Linked DNA regions of Gasterosteus aculeatus: region 2 is linked to region 1. Evidence: chromatin contacts called from public Hi-C data. All regions are on one chromosome and are shown on one strand. Each heading gives the region's core, a stretch centred on a gene start, on an enhancer-like site or on the middle of the called end of the contact. The rest is flanking DNA. Distances are from core to core; before and after follow the strand shown.

Region 1 (5,270 bases), core at 1,133-3,632:
TCCATTCCATTAGAGTTGTTCCATCAATTACAGGTTTTATGTTTGTCAATGTAAATCATTTAACACATCAATTTGGTCGTAAAACTGTTGTTAGCAATAAGTCAATATGTAAATGCACGACTGCATTTGTGCAAAGTGCCCAGCGAGTTGTAAAATGATACATACTCTGTGGTTTAAATCAAAACAATTGTTTACTTTAAGAAATACAACTATGTGAAAGTGTGATTATGAAAGTGGATCTGGTGTTATTCATCAATTTATTCCCCTCAACACATTCTGCTCTACTTCATTATTGGCACTGTTAAGAACTGTTTAATTGGGATTACTATTGGATCCCAATAGTGGCTGTTAAGACAGCTGCTGCTGCAGCCTGCAGTCTGTTATCAGCCTCCACATGTTGTTTAACCTTTTTCACATCCACTAGTGGATTCGCTGCAGGCTGCAGCAACTGCCCAATATTGAAATGTATGCAGATATCTGATTATTTTCAGGGCCAGTTTTGCCAGTGCAGAATCCGATATCTTTCATTTCATCGGAGGGCCCCCGTCGGTTTAGTTTCCATCTGCAGAGTTCACATGCAGCTCTAATGCTCAATGTTTTATTAATTACTTTGACATGTGAAACTGTCTTCCAGATGAACCGTGTGTGTGTGTGTGTGTGTGTGTGTGTGTGTGTGTGTGTGTGTTCACTAGTTGTTCAGACAGTAGTACACACTCCCTGGAGGGGAAACAGTCGCACAAATACTCTGATTCAATTGTTTGAATGTGTGGAAATGGCTCAGCAAATGCTCGTGGTCTCACAGGTGTAATAACCAGTAGAGCAAAGCACCTTTCCTTTTCATTTTAATGTTGTCGGATGATTTCTGGTTCCAATTTATTTCAAGGGCAATTTGAGATAACGATCTCTTAATTATTTTTAAATCAATACATACAATAACGATATTCTTTCATAAATATGTTGTTTAAAAAAGTTGAAACATTAAAAGTTAATTGTGTACTTTATTGTACATCATTAATAAATGAACATTGTTAGTTGTATGGGGAAAAAATCATAAAGGGAACCATAGTTGTTGTTTTATGGAAATGAATAAAACATGATCTCTCTCTCTCTCCCAGGAATGGAGGCAGCGCTTTCTGAAGCGGCTCCTGTGGCTGTATTGAGACTCATTGAAGCTGCTGAGAAACACGGTGAGAAAATACAAGCAAACTACAGATGTGTAGCAAGCATTTACAATAAAGGAACATTCAATTGCCCCTTTAAAGCGTAACGACTGGAAGCGTGGGGCACGTAATCCGCCTATTTATATTTCTAAAACTTACTAATGAACAATTTTTTCATAACTTGCACACGGACAGGACTGGAAACAATTTGCATTTGAAGTAGCGGTTGTATATTCAGTACTTCCAGTACAGCCTCTCTCACTATAAAGCACACTGCCAGATAAGCCGCAAGCTGTCCTTTTTTCTTTATCGATGGACAGTATATTGTAGCAGTACTACGGACAATATACAAGATGTTGATTAGTGATCTTTAGAGGTGTTTGTATGTGTTTGAACTACGGGGTAGCAGTTTCCCCCCCTTAATTCCAGTCTTTGTGCTAGGCTAGGCTAAGGACGTATGTCTGTATGTCACCTTTCTTCTCATTTTACTTTTGGAAAAAACTGTTATTCCCCCTCACGCCCCCCCACCATTTAGGACCAGGAAAACGCGTTTTCAGACACCCAGCTGACTTCCTCCCTCCTTTTCTCCTGAAGGTTTGAGCGGCGAGTGTCTGTATGGAGCTCCTCCCTCTTCCGGTGGACCCCTGGAGCTGCGTGAGGCCCTGGACTCGGGTACATACTTGATGAAATAAGCAGATTCATTGAAGAACATGTTATTCGGCGTCAGAATCTTAAAAAGAAAACAAGAGTACCCTCTTGTTCCTTGGTCTTTCTTGTCTCGTCTTTCACCTAAATTATCTCAATTTAGTAGCGCTTAAGCTGACACTGACTGAGAGCACTTTGTCGCTTTGGATAAATTAAATGTAGTGCATAAACTAGATTACTGACAAAAAGCCCTCCTGCAGCAAAAGGCTTTGGCATTTAGAGTTTATCAAGTTGTGTGGATATCTGCGCTGTAACTGAAGGAGCAACAAGTGGCTCAACGCAAAGAGCTCAGCCTCATCTCCTGTCCCCATCTTTGTACTCAGACCAATATAAACTCCTGCTGACACCCAACCGGGTCGTTTTCAGTCCGCCGCGGCTGAAAGAACCCGGAGTCGCTCAGCCCAAAATAAAGTTTGCCAAGTTTGAGTTGAAGTTCAGGTGTGGCACCACCAGGGAGTGCTCTGACTCCGTACTTTATTTTTGGGAGTGAGGCGGGGAGCTCACAAAATCCGACTTCAGACTCCACTCAGTGGATGAGAGAGCAGAGTTGGGAGGGAGGGGAGGAGGGACAACAGCATTACAGTGTATATGAAAGCGTATTTTTTGTCCAGGCAATTAATCCATCCCTGCGTCATCCGTTGTCTCCAATCTCACTCTTGAATGTTGGTAAAGTACACAACCACTTATCGTAATGATTCTTTGTTTGGCTCTTGCCGCTCAGAGAGACCTTAAAGTAACGTTTCTCTAAAGGATCCATAATGTCTCCCTCGTACCCGCAGTGCAGCTCACTTGTTTGCGACCGAGGGAAAGAACAAAAGTTTCTGCGTTCGTAGTGTCTTATTGCAGTCGTACCAAGACGAGCACACATACTGATTACCACGGTTTTTGGTGGTGATGCATCATAAGCGCTACATGGAGCACCAAGGGGAATCAAGCGGACTGGGGCCGCTCCACCCGGGTGTTTCCCACACTGCTTGTGTGGCTTGCACCAGAGGAAGATGGACAACTTGTGCACGAGCCTAAGGGTAGTAACATAATTAGTTGGTTAGTTAAAGCACCCTTTGATGGTTAATCTCTGTCCCACGTTTGCAATTTTTCGATTTTCAACAGTTTGAAAGATATAATTGGGCCAGCTTACTATAATGGAAACTCCTGCATCAAGCTGCATTACGAAATTAGCATTTCTTTTTTTAATGCAACTTTTTTAGGCACTCCATTCTCATTTTGAATTTCTATAGTAAATCACATGAGCTAGGAGAAGATTTGAAGGTTTTTCACCAATTGTTTCAATTGATGGTGAAAGAGACCAATAAGATCGTCTTTCATTGTATCTGTTCACTGTTTCTTTACAATAAGGACGTGAACAATGCATTGAAAAAATACAGAACCTTTGTTACCCCCCTTCTACGGTACTCTAATATCGAGTTTGGCTTTGAAGGCATTTTTTGGATATCATGTTGTTAGAAACAAACTCTGCCTTCAGTTTGTAATTATGTTACAGATGAGTTCCATAAATTCATACACTGCACGGAAAGTGACATTTCCCCTTCTAAATGTTTCATCAAGATCAGGATCATGAGACCCACATTGAGAATAATTGAATTTTCCTGATATTTTTCTCAGTGAACATCCAATTTTCTCCAGAAAAACCGTCAGCAGTTCTGCAAATCCAATACAGTTTATTGAGCATAAAGAATAGACTTAGGGTACAGAGTGCGCGCCCATACGAACACGCACGCACCTGGCTTGCTTGGGCAGTGGTGGGAGGTCAGCGCGGGGGCCAAGAAATGCACATTCTCAAAGTAATTGACTGAAAGGAGCTGACATGGAGGCACTCAGAGGAATTTAACATGCAGGCTTGACACGCAAACCCGCGTATACGTTGAGACGGGGAGGTTGCCGCATGAGAGAAATTCAGCCGCAGTCACACTGACTTCATGCTCAGTAGCTGAGCTGATGGACGGGGACAGATCCTATGGAATATATATGAAAAGCAGTTGCTTGTGTGGAAATGTGTGCTGACGTGTGTGAAAAGTTTGGTGTGTATGCTGGTGGGCAGAGGGGGATGCGATGTGTGAAGGAGGACAATGGAAGGAGCAAATAGAGATACGAAATCTCTACTTTTGCTGTTGTCTCATTGTCAGAATGTCAGATGAATCAATTATCCCTCTGATTTTGTGGCAGTTTCAGCTTGGTTTTCACTTCTTTCTTAAGTATATTTGTCTCCGGCACCACATTATCTTACATTGACGCAATCAGTTACATCTGCGCACTTCGGACTATATCTTTTTTCCCCGGTTAAGCCTATTCTAGTATTCTACTCCATGTGAGTAATGAGAATGTGGACTTCAGTAATGCTCTCTTAAGCCACGTAAGCGGGGTTAATAATGCCTTCAACTACAGAGTTCCAAGTCTAACGGGGGCTTGTGAACATCTGAATATTTATTCGACTGAGTTTCTGAAGATCCTCTCATTTTCAATAAGGCCACCCCCCTCTTTCCCCCAAAAAGCAAATAAGCTTTTGGGAGCATGTAGAATGACGTGAGATACTGTGATGGATGACCTGTATCAGTGTTTCATGGATCATTATTGGAGCATGATGTAACATCAATCACTCTGCAGAGAGGATCAGGGCTGCCGCAGTGCTCTGCTTCTTTGTTGTGTGTGCTGCAAGAGTTACGGAATAATGTTACGTAACAGGGAGTTATTGCATTGTACACATAAACCTGGATGTTTAGCATATCCTGCTGAAGTTATCTGCATACGTACAGTATCATTCTATCAGTGTGTGTCTTTTGTTTGTCCGCCTGTGGACACGCGCATGCGCGTGGGAGACGCACTGGCTAGGAATGCTTTTGAGAACATTACCTCATCAAGTGACCTCCTGTTGGTACACGGCCCAGACGTTGCCACGGTGATAGCTAGCCTTTTTTAACTGGTTGATTCTGTCGTGCCCACACATCACTCAGTGTTTTGGCCCTGTGTGTGTGTGTGTTGTAGTGAGTGATTACACTTCTATCTCTGTGAGGACGTGTTGGATAGTGAGCAACAATTTGTGTCACTTTTTCATTTTATTCAAGTGACAAGTGAGAATAGTTCTAGGTATTTTTTAAGCATAGTTCCTTCGACCTTCTGTACCCTTACAAAACTTCCTTCATAGGCTATTGGAATTTTAAGTGCTATTTTTTAATTGGTGTAACTTTATTGAGTTAGAGAATACTTTGTGGCAACGTGTGTTCTCACGTATGGAAGTATGGAAGTAAGTATGGAAACACAAACGTGTGGGTGTTTGTGTGTCTGTGTGCCCATATGGACATTTTAATCAGATTGCGTGCATCTGTTTTGTTGTCTTGTGTCTGTTTTCACACTTTGACCTTGTTGGAATTTGTATAACCACATAGATGT
Region 2 (6,026 bases), core at 423-2,922, 100 kb before region 1:
CTACTAACCTGCTGCACTCTGCTGCATCTTCCTCCTCTGGCTTTCACACTTCTTCTTTGGTGTGTTCTGCTCTCTTCTTTATTTTCTCCGAATGAAACTCACGCTCAGGAAGAGTGTGAAGGAAACACATTGAAATTAAATTTGAAACAACCAGATAATTGTTCAATCCAAAAAGGGTTGGAAACTGCATTTTGACCAGATAGCAGCTTCACTTCAATGCAAACGTGATCCGGTTGACTTGAGAGGTAGAATGTTTATTTGAAGGCTGCCCTTTATTTCCTGGAAAGATGGATTCTCTCAATGCAAATTTGGACTCCGCTGACGAAGAGGAGGTGTAAAAATTGCTACGGCACACTTTGCGTCAAAGCTTCGTCCTTCAAGAGCGGGAGAGAATCTCTTCAGAGCTGCCAATACAAATTCATCAAGCATGGTAACTTGGGAAGAAATGGCAAATGGGGGGAAGTGATGACTTGAGCTTCACGGTGGGAGGCCAGGTGGGCCCGACTCGGCAGGCGGATTCAGCTCACCGTTGCCAAAGTTTCTCTCCATTTCACAATGCACATTAGTGATCGACATTAAGCAGAGGGAGGCAGGTGGAAAAAGGAGAGCCTTTGAAATTAAAGAGATGAAAATTGCTACGGTGGGGAGAAAGTGAAGGAGAAAGGAGCATCATTTGGGCCTTCGGGCTCAGCCATCCAAAGTGCTGGTGTTCCATCTGTTTACACTAAGGGGCGGCATGAAATTATTTTCTTGGCAACGTTTGGAAAGAAATCGTTTTGTCTGTTTTTCTTCTTCTTTTTTTTTTACACGTTAGTTTTCACATTAAGATTGAGCATAATCAATGAGCGCCCCCCTCCCCCCTTCTCCCTCCCCTCCTCATCTCACCCCAGCAAGCAATCAAAGCAGAAACATACTCACAAAGATAAGCAGGTTGAACAAGACCGTCATCAATTTGAAGAACGTGAAGAAGCCCATTTTAATCTGTAATAAACGGAGATGATAAATTATTGCACTTCCTCTTTCATCAGCGGACACCTTCTATCTCTCACTCACGCACAGTAATCACGCTCGCGCTTTCCTATTACATCCACCACTCCTCCGGGCAGAATTATCGAAAATTACATCGCTGACAATAATTCTTAATGATGACACACACAGCTGTGGGAAATGGTAAAGCTGTCTGTAAATGAGAAATCTATAAGAGAGGGACAGCCATAAAAGAAAGGAAGGTGCATGTAGACATTATGGCCAAACAGAAAACCAAATTTGTACCTTTTTTAGTGTGCTGATATTTCTTTGTATCCAAAGGAGCGCAGATTAAAACCAATTGACCTAAATAAAAAATAACACGTGAAAAACAAAAACAAAGAGAAGAAGCAGGATTTTTCTGTATCTTGCGGACAAGGTGTTTCCAGGTGTTTCCAGGTGTGGCGACGTGAGTGAAAAGCGGATTGTGGCTAGATAGATCAGTCTGCCAGCCTGTGGCAGCGATCGGTAATCCGATGGGCAGAGTGAGCGCGGGACCAGGTGCGGCCCCGGAGGATACAGGTGACAGCAGGTGGACGTTGTTCACGTGCAGAGGGGAGGAGCCTGAGAGGACAGGACAGGATCGCACCCTCAGGTTTTGCACATGTGCAGTTCTCAGCCGTAGACCTGTCAGACCCTGAAAAGTAAACGCCAACAACATCAGCCAACGTCACCTGAGATAGTAGAGGAGAGCTCAACAGAGATTTTAGTCAAACATGGTGATTTTCTCTGAGCCCATACGAGTCATTTATGTCTGTCAGCATGCACAGAAGAAATTCCACAGATACATAATGCTGTCATAATGCAAAAAAGTCTGCAGTCAGTGTTTTCAATCGTTATTGTTGTATGCAACAGCACACACTTTGGACCTTCGCCTGTGTTCAGATTACATGTGTTGCTGCCTTCTACCGTCGACTCTATTGTTCCAACTCTCTTCCTTTGTTCCTTTGCCGCCCCCACCCCCACTTCCCTGGGTCTGCAATGGCCCCTGCTGACCACCAGAGGGGGGTAGTGAACTGCAGAGAGACTTCACTGATGTCTTTAAGTTTTAACCGTGTTTCTCTTGAGTGGACGAATGTGCTCCTCTTTGTCCGGCAGGAAGTAAAGAAACTAAATAAATAAAGAATAATACGTTTGCCCCGCTGCTTATGTTTATCTGTCAACACCACCTTCCAATGCTTTGAACTCAGAGGTACTCTTTGGGCACATTCCAAAGCCAATCGCCTCCAGCAGTTATAGCAATTTAATAAGGCTCCAACTTTATGTGATTACAGGTGTTGCACTCGTTGACACCTCTAAATTCTTTCTTCAGTATTTCTAGGTAAACCGCAGGCTTCCTGTGTATCCCTTTGTTTAGCTTTTGCCTAAGACTTTTTCTTGAGTCCATTTATACTATATATAAAAAAGCAATGCCACCTTGTTGGGGAGTTGAGCCCGTACCGGCTGAAGTCTTTCTTAGTAATATCACTTTAATGGCCTTATCGTGAGTTATGACAATCTCACCCCCAGCGTCATTAACCCACCGGTCCTTAATCTCGGCGAGAGCACCACCTGTCAGGCTTCGTTATCCATTAAACCGTTAATAATCTCCTGCCGCACGTGCACGCACGCACACACTCGACGGCCGTGGCGGCGCGTGCAAAGAGGAAAAGATTGGAGGCGTGCTTTCGCACCGCCTCTGATGAGAGCAGCGACGGGTGCTGTGGAGATCTGGGCTGAGATGCGGACGGTAGAAAACAAGGGGTCCCTTAATGAGGTCGGTTGGATTGAGTATTATCAGTGGCCCCCCCAGGGCAGCTGCCACAGTTATGCATCTAGTGCTGCTGAGGCTGCTTCCATTACCACTATACCTTGTAAGTCCCACGTGGCCATTGCTTCATCCTTTGACTTGATTTTAAGGTTGATCGACTATCCTCGAGTACTCAGTAGCTCTAATGGTTTTAGTGCTCATTAAAAGCTCTTAGAAATGTGACTCATCGGCTTGGAAATGAGGGGTCGTTTTAGCAGCTATGGTTTTCTGTTGTCGAGTGAGGTCATCTTATAAGTCCACGTTATTTTTCACTGCACTCCATTTGTTTGGAAACTTTTCTCAACACTGGGTTTGATAAAATCCCTTAAAAGGGTCATGACAGTGATCGTCCCAGCAATATACTGGCATGTGCATGCCTTCATCAGCACTGACCAAGAGATAGGACTGGAAATAATGGTATGAGATTGGGAATTAAATACAACAGGGACCCGAAACGAGGGCATTACAGTTCATGGTTAGCACCCTTAGCCTACCCTATAAATATAACAGGATGCCACGAGCCTTTACACTTTTAAAGGGCATCATTCACCCCGACCCATTATGTAAGCCTGCACATCATGTGTGAGTCTATGTGAGCCTGTCAGAGTGAACCACTGCCCTATTTCCCATTGACATATTTTATCAGCTACTTTAAGCCACCAACCGGGCGACTCCACTGGACTCCTACCCTCCTAAAAAAAATCCCTGTCTCCTATGAATTGACATTCCTGTTAACATTTTTATCCCCTGAGTGGAGAAAAATCAACAGACATGCAACCGATCACGCGAGATCGTATTAAGGGGTCACAAGCTTTAAAAGCTCTAGAGCCTCTGTGTTGGCGTTACAGAAACACTGCTAAAGGACAACTTTTTAATGACCATCTCTGTCCTTAACCAGCAGGATTTTCAGTTACGGAAAAATGACATGTGATCCTTTAGTGATGCTATGGCAGGAAGTCAGATTGCACGTCATTGCAAACTACAAAAAGTTGTTAGGAAGTTACAAAGTTAAGGGTAAAGCGTAATTGAGAGCTCCAGTTTTTTTGTTGGGAGGGATCCTCTGTTCTCTGCAAGCAGAAAGGACTAATTTGATGGCACAACATTTCATCCGGGCTGTGTAGAAAGTCTCTCACGTGTGTGCTTTCTGCTGAAGATAAAAAAAACATGGTTGTTTTTCTTAGTTAGTGCAATGTTGACATTGTGAAGATGAAATGTTTTCACCTGACCAGGATGACACGTGTGTGCGTGCAGCTGGGCGCCGACCTTCCCTCCGTCAGACATTTTCTGATATAGACCGCAGAGTTCACGACCCTGTGAACTATAAACCACCAGAACGAGGCCTCTTGGCTTTGGATTGCTGTAAATAGCCTCTGGTCATTGAGCACGTGTGTTACAAAAGGCAGATGATGATGATGATGATGATGAGGGTGATGATGGTGATTTAGTCTTGCACCTGTCCTGACCTCTCCCCCCTGCAGACCCCCCGAGACAGGATGAGTCTCTAGTCTCCAGGTTGTTGTCCTTGGTCAACAAAGGGGGGGGTACGAGCTCATGAATTTGTTGCTAACGCGTCCCTCTGACATCCCATAATGCCTTTTTGTTCAGACAATGACAGTCGCTGCTCGCGACTTCATGACCTGCCTAATTATTTCCACATGGCGAATGATATTGAAAGACTTCATCTAAAAGAGTCTAGCAGTCACTTTATTATTGTTCGCCGTCCATTATGTCGACGTTACAAATTGATCATTTCTTTCGGGTGAGGAATGAAAATCGGAGGCCGTGCTGGAGCCCCAATGCAACCAACCGCCGGTCGAGAGGGTGGCGCCGCCGTGACCTCTATTGTGTCTCCTGCATCATTTATCACGCACGCACACTTAAGCGTTGCATATTAATTCACAGCTATCCATTAGGCCCTAGGAGGTCCCAGGCCTATAAATCAAAACCAAAGGCTGGCAAATTGACTCACACACAAAGGACCAGGACGACTACGAGGAAGACGGGAAGAGAGAAGGAAGAAAGGGGAAATGAAGAGGAGGCTAATGGCAATTTAAGGGAAAGACAGGAACAAAAAAAAACGAAGAGGAGAAGAGCTGCAGTGTGCAGCGGCGTCTCGCTGCCCCTGACCCGCATGCCTCCTTTGTTCTATGACTGATGGTATCCTGCGATGACACACATTGCTTATGAGCCCCTGTGGCCGTGGGCTTGATCTCGCCACGTATAGGGCCACTGTGCAGCACCAGTATATAGGGGCCAATTCTCCCAGGGCTCTTAGCGGCGCTGCTAATTAGCTAAAAGGGGTCATTTGTATGCAGCCTCTCTGCCTCTTTATCTCCCGCTCTTTCCCCGTCTCTCCCTTGGTCTCCGGCTCTTTTTTTTCTTCTTTTTCGGTTATCAATCTATAGCTTAGTCCTTATCTCATTTTGTCTCCGCTACTCTAATTGTGTCTGAGCTGATGATAAGCGTAATTCAAGTCTAATAAGTTGGCAGTTAGCGCTAACGGATTAGAGTTCCGAAACTTTCATTTATTTCTCCTGGATTCTTCTAATATAGGCTACTTACAGGAAGATATTGACGCCTATTGAGAGGGGGCATGTCTCTTGGATTACTGTGTAAGAGGAATTAAACAGCTATTTAGATCTGTCAGGCCAGGTCTAAATGATGGTGAGTCTAATCTGGTCCGGGCGGGGTCACGTCAGTCTCTGGTCCGTAAGTAACACATATTGAAACAAACTACAAAACAGGTCCCTGAACTTTATCTCTATTGCCACCAAGTTATATACACATTTTGGATGAAAAAATCCTGCTGGACACAGGTGTAAAATCATTAGGACATTTATTAAATAATACTTGTAAGTAGACAGAATTGACACACATACAAGTCACGCATCAAGACACAAAGATCTTTTCGTTTGGCGCAGAAATATATAGTTGGCAGATGAACATACTGAAACGGGGAGGTGTGGGGAGGCGCCGGGCAGAAACCAAGTGCTGGTAATAAACCTTGGATGTAGACGTTCATCTTCTCTACCTCAGGCACCACAAGATTAACTGGACATTCACGCACAAACATCTGGACTATCATTTGAACACAGACTCTCTGTAGTATAGTAACATTGACTAAGGCGAAACATTATTTAGAGGGGCGAAACTATTAGGACCCATGAAATAAAGAAGGACCAAATTCCACTACTTATACAACTGGAATGAA

The links. Hi-C and Micro-C count contacts between places; a contact is called where the count stands out from the background.
Region 2: a contact with region 1 is called in a Hi-C map of skeletal muscle, with 3 times the contacts expected there. The contact joins the promoter of tspan1 here to the enhancer-like site in region 1. A contact is called at or near these places in 2 of 6 Hi-C or Micro-C datasets (both in skeletal muscle).

The regions. Positions count from the first base shown.
Region 1 is chr8:7,056,588-7,061,857 of fGasAcu3.hap1.1, reverse strand. pik3r3b (phosphoinositide-3-kinase, regulatory subunit 3b (gamma)) reads left to right here. Exons shown (of 16, transcript XM_040183752.2): 4 at 1,116-1,187; 5 at 1,755-1,832. Among protein-coding and RNA genes, the nearest start is that of pik3r3b, 48 kb to the left of the region's middle. Within about 2 kb of position 2,382, at least 1 of the 9 cell types and tissues checked has open chromatin away from gene starts, as enhancers often do.
Region 2 is chr8:7,156,910-7,162,935 of fGasAcu3.hap1.1, reverse strand. It overlaps tspan1 (tetraspanin 1), which reads right to left and starts at 1,672. Exons shown (of 8, transcript XM_040185122.2): 1 at 1,273-1,672; 2 at 919-981. The coding sequence starts at 975.